Linked DNA regions of Mus musculus: region 2 is linked to region 1. Evidence: chromatin contacts called from public HiChIP or PLAC-seq data. All regions are on one chromosome and are shown on one strand. Each heading gives the region's core, a stretch centred on a gene start, on an enhancer-like site or on the middle of the called end of the contact. The rest is flanking DNA. Distances are from core to core; before and after follow the strand shown. Region 1 overlaps Pcdh15 (protocadherin 15). Region 2 has its middle 120 kb from the start of Gnaz.

What was found. HiChIP or PLAC-seq counts read pairs in DNA pulled down with a chosen protein or histone mark.
Region 2: a CTCF HiChIP or PLAC-seq map of the NIH/3T3 cell line shows a contact between it and region 1, with 8 read pairs. The contact joins two enhancer-like sites. A contact is called at or near these places in 1 of 15 datasets of contacts at CTCF or cohesin (the NIH/3T3 cell line) and 1 of 484 Hi-C or Micro-C datasets (pancreatic cancer cells).

What each region holds. Positions count from the first base shown.
Region 1 is chr10:74,532,989-74,540,024 of GRCm38.p6, forward strand. All of the region lies in intron 27 of Pcdh15 (protocadherin 15), which reads left to right. Among named protein-coding and RNA genes, the nearest start is that of Gm40691, 400 kb to the left of the region's middle. Within about 2 kb of position 5,528, at least 6 of the 459 cell types and tissues checked have an H3K27ac peak or open chromatin away from gene starts, as enhancers often do. A contact at or near this core is called in the NIH/3T3 cell line, where this site is marked.
Region 2 is chr10:74,844,001-74,851,590 of GRCm38.p6, forward strand. No RefSeq gene overlaps it. Among named protein-coding and RNA genes, the nearest start is that of Gnaz, 120 kb to the right of the region's middle. Within about 2 kb of position 4,576, at least 7 of the 459 cell types and tissues checked have an H3K27ac peak or open chromatin away from gene starts, as enhancers often do. A contact at or near this core is called in the NIH/3T3 cell line, where this site is marked.

The DNA.
Region 1 (7,036 bases), core at 4,278-6,777:
TAAATGACCCCAAAAATTTCATCAGAGAGCTCCTAAACCTGATAAACAACTTCAACAAAGTAGTTGGATATAAAATTAACTCAAATACATCAGTAGCCCTCCTCTATTCAAAGGATAAACAGGCTAAAAAGGAAATTAGGGAGATGACACCCTTCACAATACTCACATATAAAATAAAATATCTTGATGTGACTCTAACCAAGCAAGTGAAAGATCTGTAATGACAAGAAATTCAAGTCTCTGAAGAAAGAAATTAAAGAAGATCTCAGAAGATAGAAAGATCTCCCGTGCTCATGGATTGGCAGGATTTATAATAGTAGAAATGGTCATGTTGCTAGAAGCTATCTAATGTATTCAGTGCAATCCCCATCAAAATTTCAACTCAATTATTCATAGAGTTAGAAAGAGCAATTGGCAAATTCATTTGGAATTACAAAATTAAAAAAAAACAGAATAGCAAAATCTATTCTCAACAATAGAAGAACTTCTGGAGGAATCACTATTCATGTCCTCAAGCTGTATTCCAGAGCAATAGTGATAAAAATAACTCTACAGGAATTTCACAATGGAGTTTACTCCATTTACACAATGGAGTACTACTCAGCTATTAAAAACAATAAATTTATGAAATTCTTAGGCAAGTGGATGTATCTGGAGTATATCATTCTGAGTGAGGTAACTCAATCACAAAAGAACACACATAATATGCACTCATTGCTCAGTGGATATCAGCCCAGAAGCCCAGAAGCTTAGAGTACCCAAGATGCAATTCACAAACCACATGAAACCCCCTTTTTCTTAGAGAGCTTTCATATGAAAATTTTTACAATTTAGAAATAAATGCGAAATTAACTTTTCAAAGTGTACTTTTTACTTTCTGTGACTTCAACTAGCAGGCAGAAAGTTGTCACTTTCATGAAATTCCTGTGGAGATGAACAAAGGCTACATTACTTAATCTCTTGCTGTTTTAGGATGAGGTGCTAAATGCCTGAGATTGCAGTTTCTGCCCTCAAAGGAACAGGGAAGGCAAGTCAGCTACAGTAGCAAAGTAATGTAGACTTAGATAAGCTGACTTTTTATTATTATATGGCAACCCTAAATATCTTGTAAGACACAATCTTACCCCTGACTATACTCTTTGCCCTTCTCTGCCTCAGGAAGAACCAAGAATAAGAAAGAATAATTGGCAAAAATCAAGTGACCATAGGTGTGTGGTTTCATTTCTGGGTCTTCAATTCTATTCCATTGATCTACCTGCCTGTCACCATACCAATACCATGATTGTTTTTTTTTTTAATCACAATTGCTCTGTAGTACAACTTGAGATCAGGGATGGTGATTCCACCAGAGGTTATTTTATTGTTGAGAATAGTTTTCACTATCCTGGGTTTTTTGTTACTCCACATGAATTTGGAAATTGATTTTTCTAAATCTATGAAGAATTGAGTTGAAATCTTGATGGGGATTGCACTGAATAGGTTAGATAGCTTTTGGCAAGATGGCCATTCTTACTATATTAATCCTGCCAACCCATGAGCATGGGAGATCTTTCCATCTTCTGAGACCTTCTTCAATTTCTTTCTTCAGACTTGAATTTCTTGTCATACAGATCTTTCACTTGCTTGGTTAGAGTCACACCAAGATATTTTATTTTATTTGTGACTATTGTGAAGGGTGTGGTTTCCCTAGTTTCTTTCTCAGCCTGCTTATCCTTTGTGTAGAGGAAGGATACTAATTTGTTTAAATTAATTTTACCCAAGATACAATTCACAAACCACATGAAACTCAAGAAGGAAGACCATAGTGTGGATAATTCTATTTTAGAAGTGGGGAACAAAACACCCATGGAAGGAGTTACAGAGACAAAGTGTGGAATAGAGACTAAAGAAATGACCATCTAGAGACTGACTCACCTGGGGATCCAACCCAGTTACAATCACCAAACCCAGATACTGTTGCGGATTCCAACAAGTGCTTGCTGACAGGAGCCTGATATAGCTCTCTCCTAAGAGACTCTGCCAGTGCCTCACAAATACAGAGGTGGATGCTCATAGCCATCAATTGGACTGAGAATAGGATCCCCAATGAAGGAGCTAAAGAAAGAACCCAAGGAGCTGAAGGGGTTTGCAGCCCCATAGGAGGCACAACAATATGAACTAGCTCATATCCCCAGAGCTCCCAAGGACTAAACCACCAACCAAAGAGCACACATGGTAGGAATCATGGCTCCAGCTGGATATGCATCAGAGGATGGCCTAGTCAGACATCAATGGGAGGAGAGGCCCTTTGTCCTATGAAGGCTGTATGCCCCAGTGTTGGGGAATGCCAGGGCCAGGAATTGGGAGTGGGTGTGTTGGTGAGCAGAGGGAGGGGGGAGCAGATAGGGGAGGGTGTTTTTTGGAGGAGAAACCAGGAAAGAGGATAACATTTGAAATATAAAGAAAATATCCAATAAAAAAGAAGAAAAAAACAAAAGAAAATGGGGGAAGTGGAATGATCCTTTTCTCTTTGTTTTTATCACTTATATATCTTTCAGAATACATTATCACATGGTTAAAAGGTCATCAGAAGTTTACACATGAATTCAAATAATCATAAGATGTTTACAACAGAGAATTTACATGCATATTCATTAGGAGGAATGATCTGGATAAACATTCATCACCTGTCAAAGCTCCACAGGTTCATGGAGAGTTAAAAACATAACTAAGTTATTAGTGAAGTTGTGTATAGATAAACCGAGTCAATATTTTATCTTCTGTCCTAGCCCCTATATTAAATTTGTGATTATAGGTTAATGGTTTTACAGCCTCTTGGAATGTGCTCTGAGTAGTAGATTTCCTGCTTACTATCAGAGGTGACACTAAAGACAAGAAGAGCTCTCATTGCAGTTTTGACTATCAAAAAGGACTTAATAGAAGCATTATTAAAAGAGCTTAATAATTACTATAATTTAGGAATTCTTATAGAATCATCATTAAGGATAAAGATATCATCTTCTTGTCTATATAGCAACACTAAAGACAACACATCTTCATAGTTATGCAGAGATCTGCTCAAAGGGGTAGGCTAATTCCTAGTGATGGGTATATATGTTTAATAATAACAGGAAAAGCATATTAGTAATAGGAATCTTTCCAAAAATGAACTTCTCCTGGGCCTTGGCTATGGGAACAAATCTGCATGGATTTTTATTCCAAGGCAGACTCATCTCAGGATGGTCACCTGCTAGTTACCAGCTTGTTGACTCCTGACAATATATATTTAGTTTCTGTGAGTTTGTAAGCTTTCTCTTGTGGATGATATCCAACTTTAATATGTGGTGGCCATATGCGATACAAGGTATTATTTCAATTTTCTTGTATCTAAGACTTGCTTTGTGTCCAAGTATGTGGTCAGTTTTAGAGAAACATGACATGCTGAGAGGAAGGTATATTCTTTTGTGTTTGAGTGAATTGTTCTGTTAAGTCCATTTGAAATAACATATCAGTTAGGGCCAGCATTTCTCTGTTTAGTTTTTGTTTTGATAACATATTTATTGGTGAGCATAGACTACTGAAATCACACACTATCACCATGTGAGGATCAATCTGTGATTAAAACTGTGGTAGTGTTTCTAAAAACTTTATGACTCAAAAACAATAAACATAAATTTAGCATGCCATTCTTTTTTGATCATTATTTAGAATGCAAGTCTAGCATTCAATTCTCCCAAATCTGATTCAGCTTTTTTATTCCCAGAAATTTTGATGAGTTCCATTAATCAATCTTGTTCCTGCTTTCATCGCTTATGGAAACTTGTTGAGAACTAGCTCCCTATGTAATACCTTTTTAAAAATAATTACAGGCAAGCAGTTCAAAGGAAATCATTATTCTAAATGCTGTCACTCTCGATTTGGAAAGTTTGTTGCTAGTTATTTACTTACACCATGTGCTTTCCATCTTTGTTGCTTGACATGCAGAGCTATGTGCCTGTTTTATTAACATATACAAGGATAGCAAGGGTGGTAGGCAGCCCAGAGGCTCGGCTTTACTCATAGACTGTTCCCGTAGAAGATATTCCACACATGAATTGCTAAGTATGGCAATAAAGCAAATAAGGAGAAAATGTTAATTTTTTTTATTACGTAATTTCCTCAATTACATTTCCAATGCTATCCCAAAAGTCCCCCACACCCTCCCCCCCCCACACTCCCCTACCCACCCATTCCCATTTTTTGGCCCTGGCATTCCCCTGTATTGGGGCATATAAAGTTTGCCTGACCAATGGGCCTCTCTTTCCATTGATGGCCGACTAGGCCATCTTTTGATACATATGCAGTAGAGTCAAGAGCTCTGGGGTACTGGTTAGTTCATAATGTTGTTCCACCGATAGGGTTGCAGATCTCTTTAGCTCCTTGGATACTTTCTCTAGCTTCTTGGATACTTTCTCTAGCTCCTCCATTGGGGGCCCTGTGATCCATCCAATAGTTGACTGTGAGCATCCACTTCTGTGTTTGCTAGGCCCCGGCCTAGTCTCACAAGGGACAGCTATATCACGGTCCTTGCAACAAAAGCTTGCTAGTGTATGCCATGGTGTCATCATTTGGAGGCTAATTATGGGATGGATCCCTGGATATGGCAGTCTCTAGATGGTCCATCCTTTTGTCTCAGCTCCAAACTTTGTCTCTGTAACTACTTCCATTGGTGATTGTTTCCAATTCTAAGAAGGAGCAAAGTGTCCACACTTTGGTCTTCGTTCTTCTTCAGTTTCATGTGTTTTGCATCTTGTACCTTATATCTTGCTATACTAAGTTTCTGGGCTAATATCCACTTATCAGTGAGTACATTTCATTTGAGTTCTTTTGTGATTGGGTTACCTCACTCAGGATGATGCCCTCCAGGTCCATCCATTTGTCTAGGAATTTTGTAAATTCGTTCTTTTTAATAGCTGAGTAGTACTCCATTGTGTAAATGTACCACATTTTTTGTATCCATTCCTCTGTTGAGGGACATCTGGGTTCTTTCCAGCTTCTGGCTATTATAAATAAGGCTGCTATGAACATAGTGGAGCATGTGTCCTTCTTACCAGTTGGGACATCTTCTGGATATATGCCCAGGAGAGGTATTGCGGGATCCTCCGGTAGTACTATGTATAAGGGGAAAATGTTATTTTTTTTAAATCTTTATTAACAAACACTGTGCATCTCACAAAGGTTAACAGTTGAATTGTTCATATTCAAATTTCCCTTAATATAATAGAAATAGGCATATGCATAAAATATTTGTGAAATTGTCTCACATTCTTATCTTTGGTAGGAGATAGGCCTAGGTTCCCTATCAAGCTTCAGTGCTTACTAAATTTTCTAAATTTTAGAATTATCAACTTCCTTCAGGGGTAAAATATCTCTATCTCATTGGATATTTGAGATTTTTAAACATGGTATTCTTTTCAGAGAATATAATTTATTGCAATTTCAGAGGATCCTCTGAATTAAAAAGCTATGACTATTATTATCAAGTATGTTTGAGTCATACCTCAAAAGTCTAACAATCACCCAGTGAGAACAATGGCTCATTATCACTTTTGTGGGTAGGTCCCACATACTTTACCTTGAGTTATTCTTGAGTCATTAGTTTGAATTCTTGTATCTTGAACGACAACCAGGCAATTTATTAACAAAGATGAGGTGTTCTATTCAAAAATAATGATCAAGATAAATGTAGCTCTATGGCGGTAACAGGGATTATAGGCTAAAATTTCATTTAAAGTTAATTAATTTGATTAAACTCTTTAACAACAACAACAACAAAATCCCAGAAAGTTTGCATTTTATAATGTCTTCTGTTAAGTTGAGAAGAGAAGGCTACTGTCACTCTGGGTCCTCTCTCTGTAAAATATATTAAACAGAACATCCTGAACTATTCCTGGAAAGGACCCCTGGTTAGGAGCAATGGAAACTATGCTTGACTTATTCATGCTAAGAGTTTTCCAGAATAAACATCTAAGGCTTGCACAATCAAAGAACAAGTAGAACAGGATCTAAGGAAATACAAACACTAGAGAAACACAGGATATTAGAAACTAATATTCTTTTTGCAACTGTACCATCAAGGCATCTGGGACAGTAACTTTTGAGCCTATGGCAGTGTCTCTTGGCTGTAGAATATGGTTGGCTTGAGTTGAAATGTGTCTCCTTGAAAATAGGTAGGCTGAATCCTCATAGCCCATGAGGTGTGGTGGTAACCCATGGGGTAAGTTAGTATAGTGATAAAAGTCTATAGTAAAAATGAAAGAGAATGGAGACTAGCCAGGAAAGACAGAGGGAAAAATAACCTTAACTTTTCAAAAGTAAATTAGAACACCAATGTGTTTGAGGTAATTCTTGAGGGTGAACAATAGGGAGGTCACTTTGAAGGCATGGGATATTATGGGATATTTGAAGATCATATTGGTAGAAGTTTACTTTCTATTATTATTTTTAATTTTCATTTTTACTGACTTGCACTCAAAAATACTTGCAGATGACTAACTGATCTAATTTGTGAAGTGATGTTGCTTCAAAGATTTTTTTTTCCTTAATAAGTGGTTTAGAAGTGGAGGGAAGATAATGCTTAGGGGTAATGACCTACTTACTGCAAGAACCGTGAAATGCTAACAGGTATTCATTATGGACTTTCCAACGGCTAAATTTAGCCTGCCCATTACACTAAATAGTTGCAAGTACATTGCTTCATCTTAAATTGCTTCCAAATTTTCTGTTAAATTTGATTATTTACTATGTTGCATGCTAGTGATTAATGGACTCAACAAAGATAAAAAGATTAAAGAATAATTCGATTGGAGTTTGAATGGCCATTGTTCTGTTTATGCATTCCTTCTTGGTTAAGTCTTCACAAGTAAGTCATATATAAGTTGGAAATATCATTGTTAAGAAAGTGAAGCAGAAAACCACAAATCTATCTTTTTATATCACAGAGTAAAGTGAAAGTTTTTATCCTGAGTTTAATCATGTGCAAAAAGTAAATATTTATACAGTGCCTCCTCTTTGCATG
Region 2 (7,590 bases), core at 3,326-5,825, 310 kb after region 1:
AAAACTTACAGAATAAAATACCATGAGAGTCTATATTGCATACACAAAATACTATGCATGCTTGCCATAGTGAGCTCAAACCACTTGCCTTTTTTTTATTTAACTTTTTTTATTAAATGATTTTATTTATTTACATTCCAAAAGTTGTCCTCTTTCCCAGTCCCCCTCCCCAAGTTCTTCACCCCATCTCCACCCTGGCCTCTGAGCAGGTGCTCCCCCACCCCTACCCCCACCAGCCTATCCACCCCACCAGCATCCCTCTTCCCTGGGAGATCAAGTTTCTACAGGATTAAGTACATCCTTTCCTGCTGAGGCCACACAGGTCAGGCCACTGCTGCATATGTACCTGGGGCCACAAACCAGCCCATGAATGCTCCTTAGTTTTTTGGCTTAGTCTCTGGGAGCTCTGAGAGGTCTGCCTTAGTTGACATTGTTGTTCTTCCTATGAGACCGCAATCTCCTTCAGCTCCTTCAGTCCTTCCTCTAACTTTTCCCATACTGGTCCTCGACCTCAATCTAATGGTTAGCTGTAAGTGTCTGCATTTGTCTCAGTCCGTTGCAGGTAGAGCCTCTCAGAGGACAGTTATGCTAGGCTCCTGTCTGAAAGCACAACATGCCATCAGCAATAGTGTCAGGATTTAGTGTGCACACACAGGATGGATCCCAATTTGGGTCAGTCACTAGATGGCCTTTCTATCGGTCTTTGCTTCATTTTTGTCCCTGCATTTCCTTTAGACAGAAACAATTTGGGGTTAAAAATTTTGAAGATGGGTGGGTAGCCCCCTATCCCAACTGAGGGCCATGTCTATTTACCGGATGTGGTATCTTCAGCTTCCATCTCCCTACTGTTAGGTACTTTGGCTAATGTCATCCCCATTGAGTCCTGGTATCCTCTTGCATCCCAGGTCTCTGGGACTTTCTAGAAGGTCCCCCTGTCCCCTTATCCCCACTGCTGCATATTTCAATTCATTCTCCTGGCCCTCTTGGCATCCCTCCTGCCTCTCCCCATGACTGATTCTGTCCCTCCTTTTCCTTTCCCCTTCCCTCTCCCAGCCAGTTTCCTCCTCCCTCTGCCTCCCTTCTAAGTGAGTTTTGTTCCCCTTCTAAGTGAGTTTCTGGTATGCACACTTGGGCCTTCCTTCTTGTTAAGCTTCCTGTTGTCTGTGAGTATAATAAGGCTGCTATGAACATGGTGGAGCATGTGTCCTGGTGGTGTGGTGGGGCATTTTTGGGTAAATGCCCAGGAGTGGTTTAGCTGGATCTTCAGATAGAGCTATTTCCAATTTTCTGAGGAATCCCCAGATTGATTTCCAGAGTGGTTGCACCAGTTCACAATCCCATCAGCAATGGAGGAGTGTTCTTCTTTCTCCACATTCTTACCAGCATCTGCTGTCACTTTTAACCTTAGCCATTCTGATGGGTGTGAGGTAGAATCACAGGGTCATTTGACTTGCATTTCCCTGATGACTAAGGATGTTGAACATTTCCTTAGGTGCTTCTCAGTCATTGGAGATTCCTCTGTTGAGAATTCTCTGTTACTTTGCCCATTTTTTCTTTTATTTTTGAGGTTATAATATAACTAAGTCATTTCCCCTTTCCATTTCTCCCTGAAAGACTTCCTATTCACTTCCTTGTTTTCTTTTAGATTTGTGGCCTCTTTTTTCATTTATTGCTGTTGTTTGCATATATGTATATGATATATATTTGTATTACATGTGCATACATATATGATGTATATGTGTATGTGTGAATGTGTATTGTATGTATATACATATATGATGTATATATGTATGTGTGTATTGTATTATATGTGTATACATACATGATGTATATGTGTATGTGTGAATATGTTTACATATATGTATACATATATGATGTATGATGTGTATTGTATGTGTATGTGTATACATATATAATGTATATGTGTGTGTATTATATATATAACATATATATTTGCATGTGTGCCAGTCTGCCAGTGGTCCTGAATGACACCTTCCCCATGTTTGCCTACATTATCTGCTCCTTCAGGATTATCCTGCATCCAATAAATAATCCCTAAGGAGTGTGATATACTTGTCAATCTCACCATATAGGATGACTGTGAAGGACCACCCCAATGTGACTATTACCAAAGTTGGCTGAGGTCCCACTGAGCCTCCATCTCCACCTCACTTCCTCCCTTGCACAGTCCTCCCTTCATTTCCTCCAGACAGACGTTGATCTAAAGACAACTGTTACTGGACCCTCAACATGCCCACCGCCAGCTCACAGTCAAATTCCCAGGGACTCCTCTTATCTAGAAATGCTTGATGAACTAGCTCCCCTCTCTAAGCCAACCTTCTGCCAGTCAGCCTTTATCTTGGGTATGTACTAGGCTCCCCGTGGGGTTCACTAAGGGACCAAGTCCCTGGAGTGCACATTAAGGGCAATGAAGTCTCATCTTCGTTCAGCTTCCAGTACTTCCTTATGTATCAAGCTGGCTTCATCTGTTTGATGCTCCTTTTAAGATATCTGGGACTCTGAAGTCTGTTTCTCCATACAAAGACTGCAAATGTCACATGACCTGACATTCCTCAGATGTTACTTTATTGGCAATTTATGGATGCTTTTGAAATAAACCATCCTGTGAATATGCAACAGAAATGCCTGGAACTTATAATGATTATCTTTCTTTTTAGATGTTTTGTTGTATTTAAATGTGAGTCTTTTATGAATGCATAGCATATGCCTGGGGTTTGGACTCACTATTTAGTCACAAGAGTTGCCATAGCTAAATCTTGCTTATTTCATAACCTGTTTTTTGTCAGCCACATGGCAAGAATTTATTGTAAGAGGGTATCAGGTTGGATTTTAATGGTACAACATGGAGAAAGCAAAGACACCATCTGTGACATATGGCACACATACATGTCTGATATGAACAACTCACTGTGTGAAGGCTGGTGGTCAGATGTTCTCTTCTCTCCTTGGGCACAGAAGAAGATCAAAGCAGTATGTGGGAGATTCAGAAATTACAGTCAGGAAGACATCAAGGACAAAGATGACTGCACTTACACCATAGACGTCGATGCTCTTGCAGAGGAGAGTCTGAAACGAACCATTTCTTCTTGAGTTTCAAAACTGAAAGTAAGTGTTGATGTTTGTGAAGAACGAGTGTTCATTATTGAGAAAGGGCATTTCTGGCATTTCCAAACACAATTACTCATTGTTTTGAAGAGCTTTGTTAAGAATTTGTTGAACTACTATTTTATTTTATGCTAGAATAGGAAACAAATTTTCAGAACTTTAAAGTTCTAAATGCAGAAAAACTTAAACAGTGAAAGATTATGAGTTTCAGCTTATCATAGACCACATAACAGGAAATAATAAACAAATTATAAATAACAAATAAAATTTAGAACAGAAATGGTGAAAATTGTGATATCCATTGCAAAATTTGTGGGAGGAATAAAATGTAGAAATTTTATATTCATGCTATATACATTAATTTGGTATTCTTTTTAAATATACTGTCATGATATATGTAAATGTAATAAAAACCATACAAAAAGAAAAAGGAAAGAATGAAAAATATTGCTATAAAAATTAAATACACAAAGCAGGATAAAAATAAGTATGAAATAAGATACATATCAAATAAGGACCCCTGACAGGAGACAGATCATCATAATGAATGATTATGAAGAATTCTGGAAATTAATTTTATGATTTTGCTTCATGAGTGTGCCTGTTTTTTCTACATTTTCACTCTGGATTTTTACATTTTTTAAATTGTATTTACATTATGGGTATGAGAGTTTTGCCCGAAGTGTATGAGTATATTACACCTGCAGAAGACAGGGGTATCTTACCCCATGGAATTGGAGTTACAGGTGGTTGTGAGCTGCCGTGTGGATGCTGAGAACTGAACACAGATCCTCTGCAAGAGGAACAAGTGCTCTCAAGTGCTGAGCCACCTCTCCAGTCCCGTTTTCATCCTTAAGACATCCTTAAGACATGAAAAGTGATGTCTTAGTCTCTTGGTGTTTATCACGATCCATGAGGATGGATTCATCTGTCACATACTGAGATTTTTAAGTTTTCAGCTCTTAAAAATAATTCCATTCAATATTTCCGTCGTTACAATCACACGCTAATATTCCGGAACATTGATATCACTATTGAAGTAATGGTTGTATACATCTTGTATCAAATTAGGCTAAGCAACTTTGAAAATAAGTTCGGCAAAAACAAACCAAGGAGTGACCTTCCTGTGGCCACCCTGCAAGATTGCAAACTGTGCCGATGATTCTATTTGATTCCATTGCTCTAAGCTAGAACAGTACACCAGCTCTGTATTCAAGTGACGTCCGTTCTTCTGTGTCACAGAGACTTTTAACAATTTCCCCCAAAGACAAGTTTCAGACTCAGCGCTACACTTCCTTGAAACTTTGATCAATTGTACCCATTTGGGTGTGTGCTATGTTACTTGGGAATTTTTTCACATTTAAGGGTTAATTTTTATGACTAAACTGAACCGAGTAGAACAGAAAGCAGACTGATGTTGGAGCGCCCTCTGCTGTTTGATGGAAGTTGAGCTACTATTCAAATGCAGATCCCACACAATAGGCAGTACCGAAGCACAAAAAAACACTAACACCAGGTCGTGGTGGGTTGCCAGAAACTTCTGTATCTTACACATTCCCATTGAGAGTGCATCATACGATTGCTTGGTTTTATATAGGGAGGCTGGTTTTCCCGAAGCTCTTTACCAAAAGAATAGAAATCTATGCTTGTTTTCTCTAGCTCCTAATGTTTTAAAAGTTCCTAGCTAAGTGATGTTGCCCAGAAGAAAATGTCTCTGTGAATATCGGCCACTGATTCTTTAACACCAAGAGGATTTTAGATCTTGAGAAGAGAAAGAGAATTCAATTCTTTCAGAGCATCCTTCCTCCTGTGAAACATTTGGTAAATTCCGTGTAGCCAGGGTCTTAGCTGAGTACAGGAGGCTAAACTTTGCTAGTTTCCTTTCTGAGAAAATGAGACAATGAAAGAAATGTAGGAAGAAACCTACGTTGAAATGTGTGAAACAAATGCTTATTAATTTCGTGCATTTTAAATACATTCATTTAGACGAAGGGAGAGTTCCTGATTGAAAAAAAAGATGCTGTACACATTTGTTCACCAAATGCAAGCTACCAGATTAAATTTCAAGACTAAATATTTTTTTAATCAGCTGCATGAATATTTCTTTTTAAATGTATGCCACTTGCTACACCATAAAAGAGAGTTCAACTAAGTACAAAAACAAAACAAAAATACAAACCCAAAAAAAAAATGGGACTATCATGGCATTCTACTCACGTTTTCATTCTGTCGACATATAAGCCGGCTTCAGGTGGGAATCCATATGAATTCTTGGCTTCTGGAATATATCTTTGTATAACGGAGGAAGTTAATCTTCCATGTAGCATGAAGGCCTACATAACCCTTTCCTGCCACAGTCTATTGACAGGCTAGCAAAGTTTAGCCAAGGAAGAGAGTCAGGGTACCATTCACAAGACCTTCCAATTCTTTCTTTTAGTGACATAGTTATTTTAGTTTCATTAAGGAGGCCCGTGGTAGGATGGAAGCCATAAATATGCTTGTTTCTGTGCACATTAAAGTATCTTTTTCTTATTTCAGTTTCTTAGACAACAGGAAGTAGACAGATAAATATCCCTAAGTAGGGACATTATGACATCTGGGTCATAAAAAGCTTTCCTTTTTTGTTCTTCCTTTTATTGAAAATAGGGGTTTTTTTTCTCATATAGCAAATCCTGACATTGGTTTCCCCTCCCTCTCTACTCCTCCTAGTTCCTTCTAGATCAATCTCTTTCTGTCTCTCACTCAAAAGCAAGCAGCCTTTTAAGGGATAATAATAAAATATAATAATACAAAACAAAAACTAACACATCAGAATAGAACAAAACAAACAAACAAACAGACGAAAAAGAGCCCAAGAAAAGGCACAAGAATTATACAGAGACACAGAAACCAACTTGTTCACATAGTAAGGAATCTGATAAAAACACTAAACCATAATAGAGAGATACATAGACAGACAGACAGACAGACAGACAGACAGACAGACGGATGGATGGATCATAGCATCATAGAGATAGAAAGATAGATAGATAGATAGATAGATAGATAGATAGATAGATAGATAGATAGATAGATAGATAGATAGATAGAGAAATTAATATGAATATCTATATATAGGGATATATAAAGGACTTGTGAGGTAAAAAGAGAGACAATACATACATAATAAAAATTAAAATAAGATAAAATTGAAGAAAAAATGCCCTGACATCATTATGAGACAAAAAACTTCCAAAGATGCTGAGTTTGTTTTGCCTCAGCCATCTGCGGTTGCACATGGCACCTACCCTTCAAGAGTAGCTTGTTTCCCCAGTGAGACTCCCTTGGAGAAAAAGTAAAGCTTCATTTGCAGATAGTTCTCCATTGGAGGTAGCTTCTGGGTTAGAGATGGGGCATGTGTCCTCTTCTCCTTTCAGTTCTAGGACGCCCACCATCTGTGATCCATCAAAAACCTGAGAAATACCTTTGCATGCTACCACAGTCATTGTGGGTCCTTTTGTATACCGAAGGCCTTGTTTCCTTGATGTCCTCCATTCCCTCTGGCTCTTACACTCTTCTGTCTCCTCTTCCACAGGGTTCCCTGAGCCCCGAGAGGAGAGATTTGATGGAGACATCCCGCTTCCGGCTGACTCTTCTGAGGTCACTCCCTCTCTGCCTGTTGTGTGCCTGTGGGTCTCTATGTTTGTTCCCATCTGCTGCAAGAGGAAGCTTCTCTGATAGTGGCACTGACCTATGAGCATAGCAGAGTGTCATTAGGAGTCACTTTGTTGCTACGTTCCTTTAGTAGAACAGTGGCATTTGATTTTCTCCTAGGTCCCTGACTTGGGCTCTTGGTCACCCAAGCAACATTGGGGATGGACCCCACCTTGTGGAGTGGGCTTTAAATCAGATCAGTTGTTGGTTGATTGTCACCACAAGCCTCTGTGTTACTCTTTCCTTGGCATATGAGCAGACTTTCCATAGTACAGCGTGGTAGATAAAGGGTTTGTGTCTGACTTGCTAATTATGTTTCTTTTTGAAAGAATACAGCGTATTTTCCTGGAGTAAAGAATCTAGCACATCTAGGCTCTAGGTGGGCACCATCTTGACTTCTCCATGTTCCACAACTTATGCGGGGGGGTTGTCGTTGGCAATGGGGCCTTGCCATCAGTCTATAGAAAGCAAACTATAATCTAACCAAGACTGTCTAACCAAATTATACTATACGGACCTCTCCTGTTTTGCTTTAAGTTATTAATGAAAACCAAGATGTGGGAAGCACAAGTTATACTGTATGGGGAAAAACAATCATTAAAAGTAAAAGCAAGAAAATATACCTGGGGGGGCGGGGGACTTGTGAAGTTTAACTTAATTTAAAGCGTGAGTCCCATGCACTTCTGGTGGCTTTTGCTGTGTTGTCCATGTGTACGGTTTGTTGCCGGCCAAAGAGCCTCCAGCACCTAAGCGTCACTCGTGAGCACTAAT